Linked DNA regions of Sus scrofa: region 1 is linked to region 2. Evidence: chromatin contacts called from public Hi-C data. All regions are on one chromosome and are shown on one strand. Each heading gives the region's core, a stretch centred on a gene start, on an enhancer-like site or on the middle of the called end of the contact. The rest is flanking DNA. Distances are from core to core; before and after follow the strand shown.

Evidence for each region. Hi-C and Micro-C count contacts between places; a contact is called where the count stands out from the background.
Region 1: a contact with region 2 is called in a Hi-C map of retroperitoneal adipose tissue, with 2.7 times the contacts expected there. The contact joins the promoter of ANGPT2 here to the enhancer-like site in region 2. A contact is called at or near these places in 1 of 5 promoter capture datasets (liver), 25 of 47 Hi-C or Micro-C datasets (adipose tissue, alveolar macrophages, blood and 16 more) and 1 of 2 datasets of contacts at active chromatin or transcription factors (skeletal muscle).

What each region holds. Positions count from the first base shown.
Region 1 is chr15:37,592,381-37,596,119 of Sscrofa11.1, forward strand. It overlaps ANGPT2 (angiopoietin 2), which reads right to left and starts at 1,837. Exons shown (of 9, transcript NM_213808.1): 1 at 1,223-1,837. The coding sequence starts at 1,510. The region is part of intron 12 of MCPH1 (microcephalin); the gene reads left to right.
Region 2 is chr15:37,478,585-37,482,311 of Sscrofa11.1, forward strand. All of the region lies in intron 3 of MCPH1 (microcephalin), which reads left to right. Among named protein-coding and RNA genes, the nearest start is that of MCPH1, 25 kb to the left of the region's middle. Within about 2 kb of position 1,682, at least 5 of the 83 cell types and tissues checked have an H3K27ac peak or open chromatin away from gene starts, as enhancers often do. A contact at or near this core is called in embryonic fibroblasts and retroperitoneal adipose tissue, where this site is marked.

The sequences.
Region 1 (3,739 bases), core at 587-3,086, 110 kb after region 2:
TCTTTCTGATACGTTTTTGTTGTTTTCTGTTCTTTGATTTGAAGCGACCCCTCTTGTTACACTGAATGCAGTGCTGAGGGCTTTCATTCATCTCGGCTCAGGACCAAAGTAATAACTTGGTCATTTCCTCTCCGAAGGTAAGAGAGCTAATGAGAAACACAGATTATGAGCCGAGATCTATTCTGAGATTAAGATAAGGTGTCCTAAGAGAAGGTTTACGGAGAAATGAAAGACTGGGGCAAAGTTTTGAATGGGGGAAAACAGCTCTGCTTTCAATGGTCACGTTCTCTGCTGTGTAAGCATTGTGCTATGATGTCACTGCAATAGTTAATGGCTAATCTATGTATGCAATTTGTTCAAAACTCCTTTAGAATATAAGTAGTCCTTATCAAGAAAAACTCCGGGGTGATTCTGGGTCTCATATAAATAGCCTTACATGTGAAAGTGATGGCTTGTGAAAGGAAACCTGAGCTTTCAGTATCACATTTGAGTTAAATTTTCTGAAAAGTCTGAAACAGTGAAATCACCTGAGCCCCAGGAACATGACCCTCTTGCAGCCAAGCACCCTGCACGCCCGCCCACATGGGGTTGCCTTCAAAACTGATCAAGAAACTGAAGGGTGCTTGAAGGGAGCTGCAGCGCTGAACCCCCTCAGACGCCTGGAAACTCACCCCCACTTGCAAATGGCAAACCCTTGGGATAAAGCCCCCAAGGTTCTGAGAAGCGTAAGCCCTGCTTTATTTAATTTCCTCTCATTTACCAAGAGTCCCCGTCTATTTTAGTAAATAAATTCAGGAAATTGGTAAAGCACTTTACTCCATCCGTTATGTATCAGTAATTAGCATGATTGTCACGTTTTTCCTGGCTCCGGCGCTGCTGTTGCTTGCAGCTTCCCTCCTGTGCCTGCGGCCGGTTTATAACATCCCTGGTAATGGGTTTTATGAGCATAAACTACTTACACAAACAAAACAGCCCACACTTGTGCAGAGAAGTGTGCTTCCTCTGTTTCTAATGATTCCTGACTTTAGAGACTTTTCTCCATCTATCCTGGTGTCCTCCCCCAGTAATCCTTGTCCCTTTCCACCCACGACTGCTTTACACAGCAGGGAAGAATGAAAGAAGTGGCAATTCATTCATAGGTATCAGCCTCTCTCTCCTCTGCTGCCTGATCACCGCCCTCTCCCGCCCGTCTTAGCCGAACCAAGGAAAGGTGATCTCCTACCTTCATTAGCCACTGGGTATTGTTTTCCATGATATTCTCCAGCACTTGCAGCCTCTGCACAGAGTCGTCATAGTCGAGCGGCGCGTCCCTCTGCACCGCGTTGGACACGTAGGAGCTGGAAGGGGAGCGGCAGTTGTCCGTCTCAGGCAGCAGGAACGTGTAGCTGCAGGGGCCGTGCTGAACCTGATACTGCCTCTTCCCCGTGCTGTCCATGCTCTTCCGAAAGTTGTTATAGGCTGCAGCCAAGACGAGATCACAGCTCAGAGTGAAGAAAACAAGCTGCCACATTCTTTTCCTCTGTGGGAATCAACCTCCGTTTAGCAAAGTGCAAGGCACGGGAGGCTCCCGGGTGCTAAGCTGCCCTCTCAGGCACGGGGCTCTGCTGCCATGGCTCAGGGTCCATCAATGAAAGTTCCCGCTTCCCTCTTTCCCTGCAGCAACTTTGGTTTCTGATGCCGCTTTCTCCTCTCTGGTCCCCAGTAAACTGTCAGACTGCAGTCGGAAGAATAATCCTACTCCCTTGTGAAGGCTGCATTCGCCTTCCAGATCAGACTTAATGCGCCTTTGTCTTGCTTCCCCCAGATTCTGCGGTGTCAGGATCCGAATCAATCACTTTCTTTCCTTATATGATAAGTTGATAAGAGAGCCAGACATGTGTAGCTGGCTGCCCCGCCCTCCCCTCCCGGCTTGTCCGTTATCTTCCTGTAGGGGGTCACTAGGCAGGCAACAGGAAAAATCCGAGTGTGGTGTGTGTTGTCCAGGCAGGGCTATAGGCTGTAGAAGCCCTCTGGGAAAAGCCCATCAGTTACAGGACCCCTGGGTATTTCAGAGGCACCACCCTAATTGAGTATTTCCTAGAGAGAGCTTGGCGGTCTCTTGTGTCTGAAACTGATTTCACAGGGCTGAGCTGGTAAAATATCTGGGGCAATAACTTTAAAGTACAATGAAAGTTCCTGTTTTTTCCTTTAGGAATAAAAATACTACAAATATGTCAGGACTTTGGTTTATTTTTGTTATTACCAACAAAAAGGAAGAAGTCTTGCTCTTATAAACTCTTTGCCTTTTTCATAGGGAAAATAGTTTCCTTGGTATTACTTGATTTTTGAACCACTAGCTTAAGAATGCAGAATTTTCATCTTAAAACAATTGGATAGAAACATCTCACTTTATTAAATTGGGTTAGGAAAATCAAGTTTTTGAGCTCTGACATTTAATCTTTTAAACAAAATATCCACTTCAGTATTCAAAGTAAATTTAAAATATGCTGGACTGATTAATGGCCCTCTAAATTATAATACATAGAGAAATCACAGTTTAAATAAGAGGAGGGTGAGAGAGGCATACATAAGCTTCTCCTTTATTAGGTCAGGGTTTGCTCAAATCCCATCATTTTGTAACATACTATCCAGGATCAATTAAATCAGCCACAGTTAGGGTCGAAGGCAAATCACTCCTTTTTAATTAAGCTCTAAATCCTCATCTGTAAAATTCAGAGGTTGCATTAACTCCCAAGATTCTTCTGTTTCAATTCTGTGGCTCCGTAAACCCTCTGTGTTCCTTCCTTCCTGGAGCTAAAACTTAGCACTTCAGAGACTGACAGTTGGCTCACTCACCAGCCAGAGTGCACAAGGGAACATGGAGCCTGGCATGGTCTTTTCACACCTCGTTGCCTGAGATTTGCCTCCAGGCCCGTCCAGCACTGACCTGACAGACCTCATCTACCCGTAAAGCCAGTGTCGGGCAGTCCAATCATGCAAGGCCAGATTTCAGAAGATTTTTAGGGTTTTCATTCTTGGATGACTATGAGATTTGTATAGGGAATTCTGTTTCAAGAGACCTAGTTAAACCTTTATAAAGGTCCCTCTCATGCAAGGACTGGCTCCCAGGTTACCCCCAGAGCAGGGACCTGTCTGAGGTCCACAGACAGAATTCGTGGGGTCTGTGAGCCTTGACAGAAAAAGATGTCTTTTTCACCAAAGTCTAACTGAAAATATAGCCTTGCTTTTAGCTATGAGTAGGTCACAAGCAACCCTGGTCAATATCTCTGGCCACCAATAGGCATCACATATTTTTGTCATGATAAGTCAAGCTGTTACTGCACTCAGCACTACATTTTTACGTAATCTGCCCCCAAGATCCTGTTATTTAATGTCTGAATAAAACAGCCCATTTCCGATAAAGGGTTCATAGACTTCCCCTGGCTATCGAAGGGCTCCATGGCTCAAGGAAAGCTAGATCTCAATTCTGGTACATGCTTTCCACCACAGGAGCAAATTAAATACACCTTACTTGGACCACTGACCATAGAGGGAAGACAGGGCCAGTGTTAGAACCCTGATTCACTGAGGTCTGAAGCAAATGTTTAACTTCTCTAAGTCTGCGTTTCCCTACTTGTGGAATGAGATGACTCTTTCTCTGTAGCACTTTTAGAATTTAAATGATATGGAATAATGCATGTTATTTAGGACTATCACTTCCTTTATCAGCACTTCCATTAAATGGGAATTAGCTCTTGCA
Region 2 (3,727 bases), core at 432-2,931:
TACAGAGCATTTTCATCACCCTGACAGTTCTTGTTTGTCCCTTTGTGGTCACCCTCCCCGGCCCCAATTTCCACTCACCTGGTGTCTGTCACTGTTGATTAGCTTTGCCTGTTTTAGCATCTCTTATAAATAGTCATCCAGTGTGTATTATGTTGAGCCTGGCTTCTCTTTTGTTCATCATGATGGTTTTGAGATTTATCTGTGTTGTCATACATGTCAATATTCTAATGCAGGGATATAGGAGTTTGTTTATCTGTTCACCTGTTAATGAACTTTTGGGTAGTTTTCAGTTTTTGGTTGTTATGACTCAGGTTCTATGGACAGTCACATTTGTGACCTTGTGTATCTTCATTTCTCCTGGGTCGTTAACCCAGACTGTTTGCCAAGGTGGTTGTGTCACTTTATACGTTCTTCCCAGCAGGACATGAATCTTCATCAGCACTTGTCAATCTTTAATTTTAGCCATTCTAGTAAGTATGTAGTGGTATTCATGTGTTGTTGTTGTAGGTAACATTTGGGGGGATATTATTCACCCTTTAAAGTGTACAGTTTGGTGGTTTTTAATATATTCAGAGTTGTGCAGCCACCACCACAATCTATTGAAAGTATTTTCATCACCTCAGAACGAAACCCTTACATCACTGATCCTGCTGTGCCCTCTGCCCAAGGTAGCCCGGTCTGCTTTCTGTCCCCAGGGATTTGCCTATTCTGGAGTCTCATGCAGTAGAGTCATACAATAGGTGGCCTTTGGGGCTGGGTTTCTTCTCTTAGCATAGTGTTTTCAGGCTCTATCCATGTTGTAGCCTGTGTCAGAATTTCTTTGCTTCTTGTGACCCAATGATATTCCACTGTGTGGATATATCATACACCTAAAATTTTTAAATATTTTCTCCCATTCTGCAGATTGTATTTACACTTTCTTTATTTACACTTTCCTTTGAAGCAAAAAGGTCTTAATTTTGAGGAGGTCCAGTTTATTTATTTTTGTTTCTTGTGCTTTTGGTGTCATTTAAGAAGCTTTTGCCAAATCCAAGATCACACAGTTTTACTCTAATTTTTTTTTTCTAAGATTTTTTTGTAGTTTTAGTTCTGACATTGAGGTCTTTGATCTATTTTGAGTTAGTTTTTGTATGGTATAAGGTAGGGGTCTCATGTCATTTGTTTTCATGTTGTCTCAGCATCATTTGTTGACAAGACTTTTGTTGTTCTTTCCCCAGTGACTTGTCTTGGGCCCCTGGTCAAAAGTCAGTTAACTATAATGAGGGATCCCATCTGGTTTTCATTATATTTCCCTGAGTACTAGTACTATACATAAGATAAGTGCTTAGTGACTGTGTATTGTCTTGGGTTTAAATTTTTTAAAATTTGGTTTTTGTCTTAATATTAAGCTATGTGTGATTTTTGTATGTTGCACACTAATTTTTTTCATCGGATATACATATATATATATACATATTACAATAATTTTCTCTCCATCTGTCTTTAGTTTTCTTTATTGTGTCTTTCAGAGTATTCAAGTTTTTCATTTTGTTGAAGTCCAGTTTTTCATTTTCTTCTGTGCTTTGTTTTTGATATTCTATCTGAATGTTTCTGCCTACTTCAAAATCATGAGTTTTTTCATGCATTTTTCTTTCAGAAACTTTAGCTTTTGTGTTTAGTTCTGTGATCTCTTTTGAGCTATATGTTTTTTGGTGTGTGAATACACATATGGTATAAAGAAGTCAAAAGTGTTTCTTTCTACAGTTTAGTCATTATTCAGAAAATATTTTTGAGACTTTTTGCCAGACTTTGAGGTTACAGCTCTAACTAGACAGGCATAGTTTCTGCCTTCACAGAACATACTTTTAATGAAGAAGAAAAGTTTTGTAAGGTCCTCAAAGGGGGTAAGAGGGCCCTCTGAGTTTGTCCCCCTGGCTGGACAGTGCTTGGGGAGGCCCCTTGGAGTTGGTGACCTGGGGGACCAGTGTTCTGGGGAGGGAAGGCCATTCACTGCCTTAGGCAGGACAGTACCAGAAACTCCAGTGGCTGGAGTCTAGTGAGGAGGGGGAGCTTCCAGACTGAGACCTGTTCTTTCAGCCTCCCGCCCCCCACCACCACCAGGGGTTAGAACTTTACTCACTTCTGTCTTTTTCCTCAGCATATTTTTGGATTGTTACATTTTTGCAAAGTACTTTCACCACTGGGTGAAGACAAGATGGTCTGGTTCTCATGTCTGCTTCTGTGTTGGATGTGTGGGGATGGCTCATGGTGCCATTATATCCCCTGACCTGAGCAGTGGGAACGGCTCCACTGTGTGCCTCGATGTCATGAGTGGGACCAGGGCCATCGCATGCCCTGACGTGAGGAGTGGGAACCACAGGGAGTTTTCGCAGGATTACGGTAGTTCTTTTTTTTTTTTTTTTTTTTTTTTTTGTCTATTTTGTCTGATATGAGCGTTGCAACTCCTGCTTTTCTGTCATGTCTATTGGCATGAAATACTTTTCCCCAGCCTTTCACTTTCAATCTATATGTATCTTTTGTCCTAAGGTGAGTTTCTTGTAGGCAGCATATTGAAGGTTTTTGCCTTTTTATCCACTCAGCCATTCTGTGTCTTTTGATTGGGGCATTCAGTCCATTGACATTTAAGGTGATAATTGATAGATGATTATTTATTGCCATTTGATCCTCGTGTTCCAGTTGATTCTATGGTTCTCCATTCTTCTTTTTTTTTTTTTTTTGGTTGGATGGTCTCCTGTTATTATCTGCTTGAGTGGGGATTACGGTAGTTCTGACCGGCTCCAGGGCTGCTGACCACACGCTGAAATTCACAGATCTAGTGATAAGGACATCACCTTGTTGGTGTCCTGTTTGTTTTGTTTTTTTGTTGCTGGTTTTTGTTTGTTTGTTTTGTTTTGTGGCATGTGGGAGTTCCCAGGCCAGAGACTGAACCTGTGCCACAGCAATGACCTGAGCCACAGCAGTGACAATGCCAGATTCTTAACCTGCTGTGCCGCCAGGGAACTCTTTAGGGGCCCTATTTTACAAAGACTCAACAGATGGGTGTTATAATTGCATAAACACGGGAGTGATTGAAAGTGTTTGAACTGGGTTGTGGAGAGGTGAATGAAATGTTGTAAGATTAATATTTCAGTATTACGTGAATGAGTCAGAGGAGGAAAACCTGTGGGGAAGGAGATGATTTAGAACATTGTTGTGATTGTTTAGATTTGAGCACTGAATACTTAGAAGGAGGGCACAGTCCAGGAATTCCCGAGGTGGGCAGGCCAGGGGAACAGGAGGCAGAGCCCAGAGGAGCTGGGCTCATAGACCCAGTTTCGGGGTAAGGATGCCTGGACAGAAGCACACAGCAAGGAGAACTCAGTTTGGGAGGAAAAGATGAGCTTTCTGGCCTTAATTTCTTTAGGACCCTTCTAGCTCTGGATTATTCATTGTATGTCCTGTGTACTCTTGCATGTGCTTAAACCTTTATGAGGGCCACACCCTGGTCATTTTGAAGTGTTACAAGTCTACGCTTGTATAAGAACTATATTTCCTGTACCTGCCTCTCTCTTCTACTCTAATACTTAAAAACACCGGTCAGAGAAGATTTGGAAAGTTGAATTTATATTGCCTTTTGTGTTTGGTAATAAATGTACTTATTTTAAAAGACCCATTTGTTAAAATGGCCTGTGCAGGGATTTCTTACTTTGCTAACTGACACACGTTGCAGATTTAACGGCGTGTGACT